Linked DNA regions of Mus musculus: all the other regions are linked to region 5. The links are chromatin contacts, called in public HiCAR-type and promoter capture Hi-C maps. All regions are on one chromosome and are shown on one strand. The core of a region is the stretch at or near the end of the contact, and the rest is flanking DNA. Distances in the headings are between cores, read along the strand shown.

Evidence for each region. Promoter capture Hi-C pulls out the DNA fragments that hold promoters and counts their contacts. HiCAR-type assays count read pairs that join an accessible place to other places. Capture Hi-C pulls out chosen DNA fragments and counts their contacts.
Region 1: a promoter capture Hi-C map of pre-B cells shows a contact between it and region 5, with 3 times the contacts expected there. The contact joins the promoter of Nxt2 here to the promoter of Atg4a in region 5. A contact is called at or near these places in 5 of 39 promoter capture datasets (the C10 cell line, the SN4741 cell line, hippocampal neurons and 2 more), 1 of 484 Hi-C or Micro-C datasets (uterus) and 1 of 9 other capture datasets (liver).
Region 2: a promoter capture Hi-C map of adipose tissue shows a contact between it and region 5, with 4 times the contacts expected there. The contact joins the promoter of Tbc1d8b here to the promoter of Atg4a in region 5. A contact is called at or near these places in 4 of 39 promoter capture datasets (hippocampal neurons, liver and pre-B cells), 1 of 484 Hi-C or Micro-C datasets (muscle stem cells) and 2 of 9 other capture datasets (adipose tissue and liver).
Region 3: a contact with region 5 is called in a promoter capture Hi-C map of erythroid cells, with 2.7 times the contacts expected there. The contact joins the promoter of Tmem164 here to the promoter of Atg4a in region 5. A contact is called at or near these places in 3 of 39 promoter capture datasets (the C10 cell line, erythroid cells and liver).
Region 4: a contact with region 5 is called in a HiCAR-type map of astrocytes, with 4 times the contacts expected there. The contact joins the promoter of Kcne1l here to the promoter of Atg4a in region 5. A contact is called at or near these places in 2 of 39 promoter capture datasets (embryonic stem cells and hippocampal neurons) and 1 of 115 datasets of contacts at active chromatin or transcription factors (astrocytes).

Annotation. Positions count from the first base shown.
Region 1 is chrX:142,226,040-142,229,444 of GRCm38.p6, forward strand. Nxt2 (nuclear transport factor 2-like export factor 2) reads left to right here and starts at 2,138. Exons shown (of 4, transcript NM_172782.4): 1 at 2,138-2,342. The coding sequence starts at 2,328.
Region 2 is chrX:139,683,614-139,686,786 of GRCm38.p6, forward strand. Tbc1d8b (TBC1 domain family, member 8B) reads left to right here and starts at 1,383. Exons shown (of 21, transcript NM_001081499.2): 1 at 1,383-1,697. The coding sequence starts at 1,568.
Region 3 is chrX:142,680,283-142,683,428 of GRCm38.p6, forward strand. It overlaps Tmem164 (transmembrane protein 164), which reads left to right and starts at 1,444. Exons shown (of 7, transcript NM_001199360.1): 1 at 1,444-1,657; 2 at 2,009-2,667. The coding sequence starts at 2,281.
Region 4 is chrX:142,304,166-142,307,545 of GRCm38.p6, forward strand. It overlaps Kcne1l (potassium voltage-gated channel, Isk-related family, member 1-like, pseudogene), which reads right to left and starts at 2,033. Exons shown (of 1, transcript NM_021487.1): 1 at 588-2,033. The coding sequence starts at 1,860. The coding sequence ends at 1,429.
Region 5 is chrX:140,955,180-140,958,542 of GRCm38.p6, forward strand. Atg4a (autophagy related 4A, cysteine peptidase) reads left to right here and starts at 1,728. Exons shown (of 13, transcript NM_174875.5): 1 at 1,728-1,792. The coding sequence starts at 1,783. It overlaps Psmd10 (proteasome (prosome, macropain) 26S subunit, non-ATPase, 10), which reads right to left and starts at 1,532. Exons shown (of 5, transcript NM_016883.4): 1 at 1,375-1,532. The coding sequence starts at 1,488.

The sequences.
Region 1 (3,405 bases), core at 888-3,387, 1.3 Mb after region 5:
CATTACGTGGAATTCCTTTAAACCTTATTAGTACATACTTGATTTTTTGCCATTTTTGTTATTAAGCTTTGCAGTGGTATTATGGCCACTAAGTTCACTGCTTAGCAGCTAGAGCTTTGCACAATGCCTGGATCACAGTAAATGATTATAAATACTTGTGGATAGAATAAAGAATAAGAGGAGAACCAAACATTAATAAAAAAATCCAAAGATCCACACATAACTGATTGAGAAAATTATGGAATTGAAATAAACTGGAATAAAATTAGTTTAAATTTTGGACTTGAGTTTCTGAGAAACCCGAGAAACATGCAGACCATTCTCATTTTCACTATTAGTCAAATTCAGTATGTATAATTCATCTCCATAAAAAAGCTAGAACTGAAGATACAGACTTGTGATTCATTAGCATATAAAGAACAGTGGGGCATCTTGTGGGAGCAGCCGCGCCGGAAGTTATAAGAATTATAAGAATACAGGAAGTAAGCCGGGCTTGGTGGCACATGCCTTTAATCCCAGCACTCGGGAGGCAGAGGCAGGCGGATTTCTGACTTCTAGGCCAGCCTGGTCTACAGAGTGGGTTCCAGGTCAGCCAGGGCTATACAGAGAAACCCTGTCCCGAAAAAAAAAAAAAAAAGAATACAGGAAGTGAGCATCATCGCCGACAAAAAAAAAAAAAAAAAAAAAAAAAAAAAAGTGAAGTAACTAAGGCGCACGCGCAGTGACGTTCAGTTGCTCAGCTTTGGAGAAGTGAGCGGTAACCGTTAGTGGGATAGTGAGAGCTGACGGAGGATAAAGATATGAAAAAATTTCGAAGTAACTGGTCCAATGGGGACCAACATTTTGGAAACTCGGGCAGTTCCTGGGTGGAGCCACAAATCAACTACAAATAGTAAGTTTATAGAAATATTTTGATTCAAAAATTAGAAGTCCGGCGGTAGCCGCTTTGAAATCATTGGTTTTTTTAAAAAATGGCAGTGATATTTAAAAATGGGAATGGGTGGGTAGGGAAGTGGGGGACTTTTGGGATAGCATTGGAAATGTAATTGAGGAAAATACGTAATAAAAAAAAAATGGCAGTGGGAACCGGGCGGTCGTGGGAGCCGGGCAGTCGTGGCGCACGCCTTTAATCCCAGCACTCAGGAGGCAGAGGCAGGCAGATTTCTGACTTCGAGGCCAGCCTGGTCTACAGAGTGAGTTCCAGGACAGCCAGGGCTATACAGAGAAACACTGTCTCGAAAAAAAACAAAAACAAAAAACAAAACAAAACAAAACAAAAACCAAAAAACAAAAACAAACAAAAAATGGCAGTGGAGTAGTGAAACATTACTTGTACTTAAATCCTAGGTAGTCGCTGGTTAATCACTTTTTTAAATAGACTGATAAGAAAATAATATTTAACTTATAGTTGTCATAAATAATTGAGTATGAGTAAAAATGTTTAGAAACGTGCTTGTGATCACTACTAAACTGTTTCTTGTCCTGCTGTTCTTGAATACGCTGTGGAAACACACACCGTAGGGTTTAGGGGGGTAGTCCTTGTTATATAATCCCCCCAGAGTGGCGAGAATCCGTGAAATGCTTGTATATTAAACCGTGAGAAATTGTAGGCAGCCCAGCGAAGCTTAGTGGCCAAGGCTCAAAATGGAGAACATTTTAGAACTTTAAACAGTTTTTAAACCCCACTGGCCGTACTTTAAACAGTTTTCAGCACCCCCTGTACTTTAAAATTTTTCAGCCCTCGTGCAGTTGGCGGTTGGTGTTACTTTCCATAAGTTCTGCCCCCTTTTCCTATTGGCTACGGACATAGATTCCCCCCCCCCCCGTTTCTCGTTGGCCTTCAAATTTTGGCCCCGCCTCCTCGTGTGAAGAGGTTCCCACCCAAAATTGAATATTTAATATTAACTTGTGCCAGGACAGGTAGCTGGGAACTTGAGATGTATTTGTTTTCCATATTAAGCTTACAAAAGCAAGGTCCTCCCCTTCTGTTTTGTTGGGGTTTTGGGGGGATGGTGTAGGTTGGTTAGTTTTTTCGTTTATCTGTTTCTCTTATGGTAAATAAACAGTTTGCAAGTAATTTAAAACGGATGGGCGGGATCACTCGGAACTGAAGGGAAACGCTGCTTAAAGTTGGAACATCGGGGTGATTTTAACACCGGACTGAGCTACTTCCGGGGGACAATGGGCGGGTTGAGAAATCTGTGCCATTGGCGAGGTTCGTTTTGTTGCTAAACATCTCATCCTTCCACAGCCAAAGGACCCAGACGAGCGCGGAAGTGCGGACATCTCCGGGGCCAGCTCTGGAGCAGACCATTTCCAGCCCCCTGATGGCCTTGGCAGTGGTGAGTGCGTGACACCTCCTGGCGCCCGCGGCTTGGCCGAGGAGCAAGCAAGCTAGGGCTCGGGCAGCGGAGGGGAGGGGAGGGCAGCGGAGGGGAGGGCAGCCGAGGGGAGGGCAGCGGAGGGGAGGGCAGCCGAGGGGAGGGGAGGGAGAGGGGAAGGGAGGGGAGGGGAGGGGAGGGGGGAGGGGAGGGGAGGGAGAAGGGAGGAGGCGCGAGCATGAGCGAGTGGCGAATCAGGCTCCAGCCCGCCAGCCCCTGGGGCGGAGCTCGCGCCCTCCGCCCGCCCCCTGCTCCGGAGATGGAGCGGCTGGTGGGAGTCCAGCAGCCTGTGTGAGGATGCAGCTCTGTGGCCGGTGGCTTTAGGTGGCCCTCTTTCCGTTGGCGCTTAAAGATAGATAGATAGATGATAGATAGATAGATAGATAGATAGATAGATAGATAGATAGATAGATAGATAGATAGATAGATAGATAGAGCAAGCAAAAGCTCCGGATCCCTGAAAAAGGGTGGCGATTGTTTTTATTTATTTCAAAGACTAGAACTGCCTCCACAAAAGGGTTACTTCATCAGGGATACTCTGGTGAGAATGGATCTGAGGGGTTTCATTTCTTAGGTTCTGCAATTCACTTCCAGACACGAGTGAGTGGTTATATAACGTAAGAAAAATGTCTCCGTGAGGCTGCTTAGACGTTCACTTCTATTTTGACAGGTTTTTTTTTTTTTTGGTTTTTTTGTTTGTTTGTTTGTTTTTTAATCGCAGTAGCTTTTGAGCTTGGTCATAAGCGCTTGAAATGAAGCGCTTTGCTAGCCTACTCAATAATTGCCCACACTTCACACCTAGGGTCCCTGCCTCTGCACATCTCCGAGTTACAGATACATGCCAAGCAAAGAACCAAGATTCATATGTGACGAATGAAAAGATGGGAGATGAATGTGTTTTAAAGACATACACCTAAAACTAGCAGCAGATTTTCAAGCAGAAATTTGTGCCTTAATCTTAATACTCAAATTTATGTCATAGGAGTGGAATTCAAATGCAGCTTTAGAATGATGAGCATAAATT
Region 2 (3,173 bases), core at 133-2,632, 1.3 Mb before region 5:
ATCCAATCCTGATGCTCTTTGCCATAACTAGAACCATAAGCATACTGACGGACAATGGCGGCTGGAACTGTACAAATGAAGGAAGACAAAGGCTATCCACATTTGCTGCATTTATTGACCTTTTACTGTGAAGAAATGGAGAAACGATGTGCCTTAATACACCTTCAAAGGGTGACTTTGCGCTAGGAAACACTCTGCCTTGGGATTTTGCTTTGTTGGTGGTGGTGATGGTTGCGTTTTTCTTCCACAAAAATAAATACTTGCTTGTGACATATACCTGCTTCGCCAGAAACCGCCCAAGTCTTGGAAGATTTAGCCTGGAGACACTCCTTGGGGCAGAGTTCACTGGCTCCAGGACTCCTAGTCTGAGTGTCCCAGTCCATTGTCTTAGCCACATGGCCCTATATCTTTATTTTGAATACCTTGCCAACTTCTCAGGACCTTTTATTTGCATTCTTTCTGTAAGCCAGTTTTCACTTTCACTCTATTCTTTTCCTGTCGGGATTGAGTTATCCTAACAACAACAATAACAACAACCAGCCCTCAAATAATTCCTCACAGCAGAACTCTTTCATTTTAGTGCGTAGGCTGTTGTGCAGCATTGTCAAGGTATCAAGAAAATAGGCTGCCCTGCCCTGCAAGGAATTTCGGGTGTTTGTTTGTTTTTTAAGGTTAAAAAAAAAAAAAAGAAATACCTAAAAAGTTGGAGTAGAGATTTTTCAGCCAGTAGTCAAATAAACAGAGGCAGCATGGGGGAAGGGATAATCGCAAGTGTGTGTGTGTGAAGAAGTGTTTTCTGAGATTTACATTCTTCTGGTATGAATGGACAGAATTTAATTTAGGCAAGGCTTTTGAATAACAAGTCTATTCACCCACTGTGAGAGCGTGGGTAAGTAACTTCGCTTGCTAGCGCTTAGCGAGCAAAGCGGAGGATCCACTTTGAAAGATTTCCCTGAGGATTACCTGAGAAATCACCTACTACCTAATAGGCGCAAAGTAAATGGAAGTTGCTGCAGGCTACTGCTTCCTGGATGGGCCATTACTCAAAAATGCCGGAAACTTTGTTTTCAACAAACTAGTCCTCTCACTATAAAAGAACTAGGAACACTGCTGTCATACACGGGGTTAGCTTATTTGAAGCAAAAAGACAAAAGAAAACCCTCTTTAACTTTACACAGGCTAAACTCACTTAACTGGTGGCGGGAGCGCCTCAAAGGCGCCCCCAACCCACCCAACTAGTAACCCAGTGCATTGTGGGAAATGTAGTCTAGGGCTATATTAGACCGGGTACGGGAAAAGTGGATAGAAAACTACAACTCCCAAGAGGAGGTGAAGCGGGGCTATTTCCCAGTCTGGCAGTAGCTCCGTGGGAGGGAGTTGGCACTCTCTCTGCCTACGTGGGAGAGAAGGCACGGTTGGGGGAAGTGTGGAAAACCTCCGGAGGCGCCGCCGCCAACGGAAGACTTGGTGGGAGGAGAAGTAGAGGGGTAAAGACAGGCTGGGAGGGTGGAGGTGAGGAGGACAAATAGGTCGCCTCCGTTCCCGAGGCGGCACAAAGTTCTTCAAGATGTGGCTGAAGCCCGAGGAAGTGCTGTTGAAAAATGCGCTGAAGCTGTGGCTGATGGAAAGATCCAACGAGTACTTTGTCCTGCAAAGGCGTCGAGGCTACGGGGAAGAAGGAGGAGGGGGACTTACAGGTAAGAGGTTGTGGCCAGCTACACCTGCGTTAGGGCTGGGTCCGCTGTCACTGAATAGGTGGCAAGGCAAACAGTTACTCGTCGCTGCCCGCTGCCTCATCTTAAACCCAGGGCGACTGACTGGGGAATTCTGCTCCCGCCACCACCTTTCCTCTGCTACCACCGCGTCCTGACTGTCTTGCACAGGACTCCCAGTTGCTCTTTGGGTCTTACCGCGATAGGAGAAGCTAAGGGGGTTTCCAGTACCTGATGGGTCGCTTCCCATGGCGAAGGGGGCTGATGGGCAGTGCAGTGCGCTAGCTAGACTAGTCCCGTTAAGACAGGCGAGGAGAGCGGGTTCGCGGGTGTGGACTTAACTTTTTTTCCAAAACCTATACAAATAATCACCACCCTAGGGAGTGAGTGCGAGTGTGTGAGGGGCATTGCTAGGACATGGGAATCCTAAGGAGAACGAAGTGCCCCAATCACACCTTGAGAGAGAGGCTGCAAGTGAGATTTGGGTCGGGGCATGGGGCTGCTTGATGCTGGGGAAGTGAAGGAGTAGCCCTCAGAATTACTCACCTCCTCTCAGTTTCGCGTCTTTTGCTATATCCAAGTTTTCAACCCTTGGAATCCCTGTATTCTTCTAAGAGTACATTTCTCTCCAGTGAGTTTGGCTCTGCCCCTTCTTTCAAAGATGTGTAAACCAAACCAATTAAACAAGAAGGAGACTCAACTCTTCTAAGCCAGTCTCCCACAGTTGTTAATCTTAATTCAAAACTGGTCCATGTCTGAAGATTACAAAGAAGGCTGTTTTTAGATCCTTAGTCTTCCATAGGGGCTTTTTACAAATTTGGACCTTGGAGAGACAAGAGCTGTTTTTCATGGTAATTCTTAGTTTGGTATTAGGGCTTTGAAGTGGTGGAGCAGCTTAATTTGGGGAGGGTGATGTAGAGGGAAGAAGCAAAAATCTGACCACCTGAATTTTGATCATATCCTTACCTCTTGCCTGTTGGATGGCATTGATCAAATTCTTTCATATATGCAATCTTTTTTTTTTATGGTGGGTTTAAACTGCTTTTCTCTTCTGAGATTCTTTTTTTATTGATCATTTTATTTGTTTACATTTCAAATGTTATCCCCCTTCCTGGTTTCCCCTCCACACCCCCTTATCCCATATCTCCCTGCCCCCCTCCTCTTTGCCTCTATGAGGGTGCTCCTTCAACCAATCACCCACTCCTGCCTTACCACTCTTGATTCCACCTATGATGGGGTATAAAGTCTCATATATGCAATCTTAAGGTACCACTTTGTGCTAGAATTATAATTTTGGTCACTGCCTTTAAAGTGCTGGGTTGAGAGAGGAGGGTGGAAGTAGACTAGGAAGATTAACTAGTTTACTAGAAAAAAATAGAATCAGAACCAAAGGACTACTGAAGGGTTGAAGGAAGAAGTTTCGTGGCTTATGTGACATTGATCTTCTTTGGCTAAAAAGAA
Region 3 (3,146 bases), core at 194-2,693, 1.7 Mb after region 5:
GAGGTAGAGAGCGTCAGAGAAGAGGGGGCCCCCTGGACCCAGCTAGCGCTCACTTTTCCTGGCTGTTCTTTCCAAGGTGGGGTTAGGAAGCAGCTGCGCTCTCTCTGTCTCTCGCTCTCTGTGTCTCTCTGTCTCTGTCTCTGTCTCTCTCTGCGGGTGGGGGACGGGGGTGGGGAGGGAAAGAGGTCAGGAGAATCTTCTTTTCCTCCACCAAGTCTATCACTGAAGGTTCGCTGTGGTCGGAAGGGGGCGGAGAGGAAGAAGGACGGCAGGAGGGAAGGAGGGAGAGAGCCAGCAAGGTTTGTGTAGGGTGGGGGGAGGGGGGAGAGAGAGAAAAGCATCAGAGCTGGGTTAGAAGGAGTCCGAGGAGAAATCCTCAAATTTAGGCACTCAAGAAGAAAGTGAGGCTGTGACAAGAAGGTGAGCAATACTTTTATGGTCTTTTTTTTTTTTTTTTTTTGAATCTCCCATTTCAAGGCCGAAGGGAGGAAGCAGGAAGTCCATACTCAGCACACTCCCCAAGCTAAAGCCTGTCCATCAGTTTCACAGCCTTACTCCTAGAAGTTAGCGAGGACCGGCTGAGTGCCCAGTATGTGGTCAGGTATGCAAAGTAGTGGCCCGAGAACCAGGTCAACGGAGGAGTTAGTCCGCCAGGCTTAGGTGGGGAGGTGAATTCAGTCACAGTGGCGAAAGAGCAAAACTGTGCGCGAGTGCACGCTTGGAGTGCAGAAGACCAGGCTGGAGAAGGAGGAGGAAAGAGGCGGGGATGGGGCCTCCGAGGGTAGCAGGGTGGGGGCGGGGGTGGGGTGGGGTGGGGTGGGGAGCAGAGAGGAAGCAGGGCAGGAGGTGGGAAGCGAGGACGAAGTGGGTAGGCTGTGGAGGGAAGGCTGCGAGGCGGGGCAGTGGTGGCTTGAAGACGTGTGTATGTGTGTGTGTGTGTGTGTGTATGTGTGTGTGTAGGGAGGGAGTGAAGTGGATCGGAGGAGTGTGTGTGTGTGTGTGTGTGTGTAGGGAGGGGGTGAAGTGGACGGGAGGAGGGCCGAAGGTGGAGGGAGTTGGCGACGAGGGGGTGGAGAGAGGGAGGGGAAACCGGAGGAAGCGAGCGGCGGCTGCCGGGGGAGGAAGGCAAGGAGGAGGAGCCGGAGCGGCGGCGGTGGCGGCTGCTGCTGCTGCTGCGGCCGCCTGGGGAGCCCAGCCGAGTGCCGCCTGGGGCTGCGGGGAGTGAGGGGAGACGGAGAGTTCGGTGGAGCCCGGGCAGCGGAGCCGAGCAGCGGGTGAGTGGAGCCCCAGGGGGACTCGGCGGCCAGTCCTCGGGGGGCCGGACGAGGAGGAGCGGGAAGATGGAGCGGTGGCGGCGGGGCGGAGGGTGGCGGCCCCATGGCCCGGCCCCTGGCTGGCCCCGCGTCCCCGCCCTCCCTCTCGGCTTCCTCCCGCCGCCCGCCTGCGCCTGGGGGGCTGGTCCGGAGCAGGCGGAGGGCTGAGGGTGGCGCTGGCCCGGAGGGCGGGCGTGAGGGGCCAGGGGGGGTGGAGCTGGGGGTTCGGGGGTGTACCCAGGGGCGGGAGGCTGGACCGGGACTGCTCTAAATTGGCTGGAGAGGGGGCCCCGTCGGCGGCGAAGTTGCTAGCTGGGGGCAGAGACGGCCACGCGGTTGCAGGAGTAAGACCCCCCCCCCCTCTCGTGGAGTGGCTGAGACGAGGAGTCCGGCGTCCCTGCCCTCCCCGTCGCCCTCCCCGCCTGCCCAGCCCTGCTAGCTTCTCTCCTAGCCTCCGCGTGTCCCCTCTCTCTCTCACCCCCTTCTGCCTCCCGCTTGGCTCCCTCGGCAGTGCCTAGTGCCGGGCCCCCTAGGTCCCAGTCCTGACCCTCTTGGCCTCCAACTTGCCTTCACCCGTGCTTGCTTGGCCACCACTCCCGTTCCCCTTTTCTTCCCTCACTAGTTACCCCTCCCCGCTTCGTTAATTCCCGTGCAATTGCCTCTTTGAGACCTTTTTTTCCTCTCCTTCCTTTTAGATTGGCCAACGGCTCCTTTCAACCCTGCCTCGTTGGTGGCCACTGGAGAAGCGCGGGGGGCTCCCCAGACAGCCGTGGGGACAAGTTAGAGCCAGCACTTTATCCCGGGCCTCGCGTGTAGCTTTCCCTCCCCTGTTCTAGGTGCCCCAGTGTCCAGAGGGGGGTGCGGGTGTGCCCTCCTTACATGTTCCACCGCCCGGGCAACCCTTCGGTCTCGTGTTCCATCTCGCTCTTGCTTCCTGTACCGTAGTCAAGTGGAGCCACTTTGCATCATGTCCCGGTATAGCTACCAAAGTCTCCTGGACTGGCTCTATGGGGGCGTCGACCCCAGTTTTGCAGGCAATGGGGGCCCCGACTGTGCTGCCTTCCTGTCTTGGCAGCAGCGGCTGCTGGAAAGTGTGGTGGTCCTGACCCTGGCCCTGTTGGAGATCCTGGTGGCCCTGCGGCACATCCTGAGGCAGAAGGAGGACGGTAGGGGTGGCCGTAGCAGCCAGCCACAGCAGGTGACCCAGCGGCCAGAGGAAGGCAAGGAGAGCCTGAGCAAGAATCTGCTCTTAGTAGCCCTGTGCCTGATCTTCGGGGTGGAGGTGGGCTTTAAGTTCGCCACCAAGACCGTCATCTACCTGCTCAACCCTTGTCACCTGGTCACCATGATGCATGTGAGTCTGTTGACTTTTTCCTGGGCAGCCTAAGTGATAAGAGTCATTAGCGTGCTCAGGACACTGGTGTGTAGAGCACTTCGTTCCCGTGGGAAGTGGGACCCTTACAAATGCTTTTCCAACCAGCATCCGCTTTTGTGCTAGTAAACTTCAGCATTGCACAACAGGTCAGCCCCACAGTGGAGGTGAACCCTAGAAATGACTTGCACTTGGAGCCCCATGCCCCTCCCATCTCAGCTCTGCTGGGGCCTGGCCTTTTCACCAGCAGGAAGTCCAGCCCCAGCTAGGTGACCATTCAGGATCACATCTGTGGCGCATGGCCAGCACTCCTGCCTTTTGTAGTAGTTTCCCAAGGGGCCTGGTGACAGGCTTTCCTGGAGGTGGTGGTCACACAAGCTTCTTTGTCTCCACTGTGGTACATTGGGGGGAATAGTTTTAGGGGTTTCTCTTAATGACTCTTTCATTTCAGGGTGTCTGCT
Region 4 (3,380 bases), core at 783-3,282, 1.3 Mb after region 5:
CTTCTGTGTTACAGTTTTACATTGTGGAAATCTCATCTCATTATAAAGGTAGCTCTACAGATTCACTTTGATTACAGCTAGTACTTGCGGGATTCAGAGACCTTTTTGAAAATTACATTAATTTTAAAGTTTTATGTATTTGTACCATATCTGCAGCACCCCCTCCCTCCGACTTCTTCCATGTCTTGAGGGTTTTTTTTTAAATTAGCATTGTCTTTTTTAAAAGTGATGAGGAATTAAGAAAAAGGGAAGAGGCGATAAAGCAGTTAAAACTTCTGAAACACATTTAAAACAAAAACAAAAACATTCAGACACAGAAACTTCTTCACTATGTTGCCCAGGCAGGCCTTGAAATCTTGGGTTCAAATGATCTTCCTGCCTCAACACCTTCAGTAGCTGGGACTCTGCATATGCTCTTTCCTTCCCCCCACCCCACCCCCACAGCTACCATATTCAGCCTATAGTCAATATAGAAATCACCACCACCCAATTTCCAAACATCATCTCCAAACAAAAAAATAGACAGTTCCCTGTCTATCCAGTAGTGGGTCTCAAGGCTGGGATCTTTGAGACAAGAGTCTTGAGCTACTGATTAACAAACTTTATTACCTGCCTGTAAGATTCCCCAAGGTTACAGAGCTAGGGATGACTGGCCCTGAATGAAGCATACATACATTGCAGTAATAACTGAACCAATATAAGAGATGCATTTGGGATTATTAAGGCTAAGCAACTAGTAATGATTATCCAAGCCAGATGTCCAAAGCACTAATACTCAGACCATTGGGATGGCAATTAGGGGGACAGGAAAACAAGAACACCATACCCCTGGGACCATAGATCTTCCTTTCCCATTGAACCTTCCCTCCCCTTCAGTCCATTCTATGCCACAATAGTGTCTCCCTAATAGCCCGCTGAAGGAAAAGATGTCTGAGGTCTCTTCGTGCTCTTTGTCTCTGTCCCCAAGGCAACAGAAAGCTTGAGCTGCTGCAGCGGGCCTGGCAGTGATGGCTAACCCCATTAGCTGTGCAGACTGAGCAGTCCTTGGCAGCCCCTGGAGCAGCTGCCAGTTAAACGGCCCCAGAGTTCTGCTAGACTTCGTTGCTTCGATTCAATGCCAAGTGTTGGACGTGCTGGATTCTGTTCCCAGAAGGCTAGAGCATGGTGTTGGGGCTGGCTGAAGACAAGAAAGCAGAGGCAGTTTAATTCGGTTGGATATGCGGGGTAGGGGTGCCTGCCGGCATGGAAGGGAGGGGAGAGAGAAGGTGGTCGGGTGTGAGTAAGGCGCTGCTTCTTCTTCCAGGGCCTTGCCTTGAAGGGTTCTGACCTCTCATCATCTTCTGGGCCTCGGGTAAAGCGAGCTCTGGAACGGCAGTAAAAGCGCGGGAGCCAGGCCCAGGGATAAGCAAAATGAGGAGGACAGCGGATCTAGACCCTCTCAGCGCCCTGAGCCAGCGCAGGCAGCGCCCCTGCTGCGAGCTGGTGGCCGCCCTCAGCCAGCAAGCCCTGGCCATTCTCCGGGTCGGCAGATGCGATGGCAGCGGGGACCCATTCCTGCTCAGCAACACAGGCCAGGGGTGGCTCATCCTTGGCCTCGACGAGCTTGCGGGAGCGGGTGTAGGCCAGGATGAGGCCTCCGGCTAGGCAGGCATAGAAGATCATGATGAGTAGGATGTAGAGATAAGCGTCGTTACCCTTGGCGCTGGTCGCCTCGCGGCCCACGAAAGGGTCAGGGACGACCCCCATGCCCATGCTCGGGCCGGTTCCGATGCCCAGGCCGCTGGCGTTGCCACGATGGTGCAGCTCCAGCAGCAAGCGGTTCAAGAGGGTTTGCAGCCGTTGGCTCTCGCTGCAGTTCATAGCTGTTGGAGAGTGGCACGGAGGCTCCAGGACGCAGTTGACCTTTCCCCCTGGACAAGGGGAAGCAAGCGAGCAAGGGGAGCAAGCAGAGCAGGCAGGGTGCAGAGACTTCGACAGCGAGGTGGCACCCAGCTCCCCGGCAGGCGCTCAGTGACTGGGGCCTCAGGCCGGGCCTTCCTTATCCCCTCACCCCTGCTCCTCCTCCCCTTCCCCACCACGCCCCCTCCAGCCCGCCGCCGCCTCTTTCCAGGCTCAGACTGTCTGGCCACTTAGGGGAAAGGGGACAGCTGGTAGGGGGAGGAGAAGGGGACAAGGGATGGGGCGAGCCCAGAGGAGGGGCGGAGAGGGTGGGGGCTCGGAATGCGCGAGGCCCCAGGCAGCAGAGGTTGGCAAGGCTGCATACTGGGGCCAAGCCTGGACCCTGGGCTGCGGAAGAGAATTCCTTCCAAGTTCTAGCCACCAGCCCTGCAGGCCTGGCTTTGGCCCAGATACAGCAGCCGCCTGCCTCCCCTAAGACAGAACCTGCCCTGGAGCATGCCCAAGCAAGATTTCAGATGTCTTCCATCAGCACTAGCTGGATTATGGCAGCTGAGACCCCTTGTTCACATCCTACCCCTGTTAGTCAAGGCCTATTTCCTTTCTAGTCCTCACACATTTTTCTCACATTTTCCCACCTGTGGTCTGAAGAGAGTGTCTTAGTTAGAAAATACCCAAGGCAAATTTGGTGCCAGAGTGATTGATCACGTAGGCCAACACAATGGAAGACTCCCAGGTTGTTCAAAATGCTCCCTAAATAATACACCAGACTGCAGGGAAGTAGTCTTGCTTGCTCCGATAGCACACCTTGACAGTCACCCATGTGCCTTCAGATGTGCATGGTCTATGCACAGTGTTACCTTGTTTCCTTTGACCAAGCCATCTTCCCAGAAATGACGTCTAATTCCACTATTAGGAGGAGCAGGGACAACAACAACAACAAAATTCTATGACTCTCTAGATGTCTTTGGGTCTGAAAAATGCCCTTTCTAGAAAACATACTTCTCAGTCAATGCTGTGGGACTCTCCAAGGCTTGATAGTAACTCTAGTGTCTGATGGCTTCTGGAACAGTCATGTTTTCTTGGGGTAGGGGGAAACAGGCAATTGGACAAAGATCAGTTCCAGGCATGTCTAACCTTAGGACTGGGGGCCACAGGCTTCACAGGATAAACATGATTGCAGTCAAGAACGTTTGTAGATGACAATATCACGTATTATTCCCAAACTTTAAGCTGTCTTAAATTGAATATAGACTAAGAAAAGGATTTGTAGACAAGAGAAGTAGACAAAGTGAGGTAGTGGTGGTCAGGTCTGGCTGCATGGAGACAATAATGAGAGAACGGCTGAAAAAAAGCCTATGCCCTCTGGACACTCAGGGAGCTAAGCTGCCTGATCAATAAATGCCATTTGATCCAGAGGCCAAGCTGTAAGTGCCAGGGGGTCTTCATATTTTATTTTATGTGTTTGAGTATTCTACCCACGT
Region 5 (3,363 bases), core at 478-2,977:
CTCTGCAGTCCTGCCGAGGTTTCTTTAAAACAGAATCCTAAAGGCCATGACTGTTCACCTCTAATTATTTCAGCACCTAAAAAATAAAATCACTTTTGTAAAACAAACAAGCACAAGATCATTATTGGACCTTTTAAAGTGACATTCCTTAACTCTTTGTCATGGTGGTAATGCAAACCTTCCAGAACTTGGGAGGCTGGACAGGAGGATCTTCATTGGAAGGACAGCCTGGATTACATAGGGAGATCATATCTTAAATAACAACAAAAAATTTACATAAAGTAAAAAAAATTATCCCACTTAAAACCAATAGTCTCCTATAAGCCCATTTCCAGGTGGTTTACATCTGGATGCAAATAAAGTCTATAAATTAATTGCATTTGGTTGTTGTATTTAACTTCTTAATCCTGATTAGCAGTCTCTTTTATGTCACTGACTCCTTATTTTTAGTGGATTAAGTCTTAATACACGTTATTAAATTTAAACCACATCACCAGACCATCACAAAAGCAAACGCGGTGAACATAGGGGAATTCTACTGTTGAGTAATAAAGGAAAATTCCAGGACAAAAAAAAGCAGTCTCTCCGATTTCTCTTCTAAAAGAGACAACATGGAAGTTCTGAAGTATGATGTACTGTCTTACTAATGTTTAACACTTGCCTCTCAACACAGAAGGCAACCTATGATTTGGAAAGTCACAATAAAAACCTGAGACTTAGTTGATCTGAACAGAAATACTTCCCAATGTCCATTCTCTTTTGTTTGCCACAGTTCACTCGCCCCACATGGAACCCCATTCTTTCTTCACAGTGTAAATCACCTCCCCTTCTATACAAAGCCCTTCCCAACTATTCCTATCATGTCTTCTCCTTCTATGTTCTGAAATGATGTAAACTTCTTTCTGGGGGATTTAAAATATGTAATAAGACATGTACCGTTATTTCATTTATGCCTGTTTTTTTCCGACTTGACTGAAATTCCCAGCTCCTCTCAAACTTCCTGACATACACACAAAGGGCATTTGGTTACTCGTGGGCCACTGACTGGGATTACAACTAAAGAAAAATCCACCTAACAAGCTTTTTTCACAGATCTCCATCGCGCTGTCTCTTAACTCTGGAAATTTCTGAGAAAAGCGGTGGGTGTTCTAGAAATATATGAAATTCAGCAAGCTTAGCTTCCCCTCCCCACCCTGTCCCAAAGTCTCTGAGGGGTTACAGTTGGACCAGGAGTCGTGTTTTAACCCAAGGCTACTAGAGGGAGGAGTGGGCGGGAGGAGCGCAGAAGTGGCCTCACACCAAGTTAGGACCCGGAAGCCATGTAGGGCTTCGTTGACACCCGCTGCTAGGCGACAAGCCCTCGGGCTGGTTTACCTGATCAGTTCTAGTAGCCAGAGATTTATCAGCCAAAATGCGCTCCTTCAACTCATCCAGCTTCCCACTGTAGGCCAGGTTACAGATCATTATGTTAGACACACACCCCTCCATTTCGCCTTCCCAAGACCTCCGTGAAACTCAAGCCCCGCCCACTCGCATTTCCTGTTCCGGCGACCAATCAAAGTACTAGAAATTCTCCAATCACTGATCTTTGTTTTCCTTGTAGCCCCGCCCATAGCCTGGAGCTTCTGGGAGTTGCAGTTTGAAAGCAGATCCAGGCCTGGAGGCGTCTTTGGAAGTCACTCAGTTCCGGGTCCTAGCAAAGTGGAACTACAAGTCCCAGAATCCTTAGAGAAAGCCGTAGTCAAGTTGCCGGTGGAATTGGCCCAGGATGACAGCTGGAGAATGGAGTCAGGTAATGGGAGCGGCTTCTGGTAGTACTGTGTGAAAAAGCTAGGGTGGGTGGTCTTTGGTGGGCCAGTAAGTTGGCCACATGAAATGAAAACTGTAGCAGCGCAAGAGAGTTCTGGGATCCTACAGATCTTGTCCCTCGGGGCCCTCACTTGCAGTGGCAGGCGGAAGGGACAGAGTTGGAGCAGAGTACTACCTCTGAGCTTGAACCATTGACTGTAGCTACCCTCCCCCTCCCTACCACTGTTTAAGGAGTGGAAAGAAGCACAGGCTAGTTACTCTGGCATTTCTCCGGAGTGGCATCAGAGTAAGGCTCTGCTACAACACAGGTTATACATTACACCATACAGAGGTGATGTGCCAGAATGATGCTAAAGACAGGGTGTGATGCCATAGGAGCCACTAGATACCTAAGAGACCTCAGTGAGTAACAGCGGTCACCTTAGGGATATCAGGGTATATGATGTTGTCACTTTAATAACATGGTAATGGCAATTACCATCGAGACTTTGCTAGATTGCTAAGCTAACAATGTGGATTTTTTTTTAAAGGTGAATTTCCAAATAGTGCTGCAGCAGAAGAGATGCAAGGCTTATCTTTTATAGAAAATATCAAAAAAGACATTAGAAAAATGTTAAAGATATATTTTTTAAAGTGACTGATGAAGTTTGTCTCCTTTGTTATGGTATAGAACAGGGCTTAGCAAACTTTTTATATAACGCCAGATCATAGTTATTTTAAGCTTTGCAGGACAGATGATAAAACCAACTCGAGAACACAAGTTATGACAAATGTTAATTGATGAAATTCGGGATATAATAATAGTGGAGTATGTGTTTATATAATGCTTTTAGCTTTTTAAAATTTTGTGTGAGTGTGTTTTCTGCCTGCATGTGTGTCTGTACACCGTGTGAATGTTGGATCCTCTGAGATCTGAGTTAGACAGTGTGAGTTGCCATGTGTGTACTGAGAATTGAACTCAGGTCTTCTGGAAGAGCAACCAGTGCTCTTAAACCCTGAGCCATCTTTCCAGACCCCAGTGAAATTTATTTTTAACACAGAAATACTAAGAGAACGGAATTCTTTGAGGGAAGTACTGTTTGCTTAGCTGATGTTTAAAGTTGCTATTTTCTATCATTAAAATTTATTCCAAATGTTCTTTTTAATCTTTAGAAAACTCTTTGAAAATATGTTTTCATGCAGTAAGTTATGTCCAAATATTGATAATCCAGGAACATATTCTTTTAAATACTAATTATTTTATTGCATCTTATTGATTGTGTGTGACCTGATTCAGCTTCTAAGAGTGTTGGTTTCTCTCCTCTCCTCTCCTCTCCTTTCCTCTTCTCTCTTCTCCCTCCCTCCCTCCCTCCCTCCTTCCCTCCCTCCGTGTGTGTGTGTGTGTGTGTGTGTGTGTGTGTGTGTGTACACTTACATACATGATGCCTGGCATGAGTGTGGAAGTCAGAGAACACTATTGGGAGTTGATTCTCTCCTTCAAGCATGTTGGGCCTGGGGATTTACCACAGGACATTGGGCTTACTTATGGAACCATCTGGAAAGCCATAAATTCTG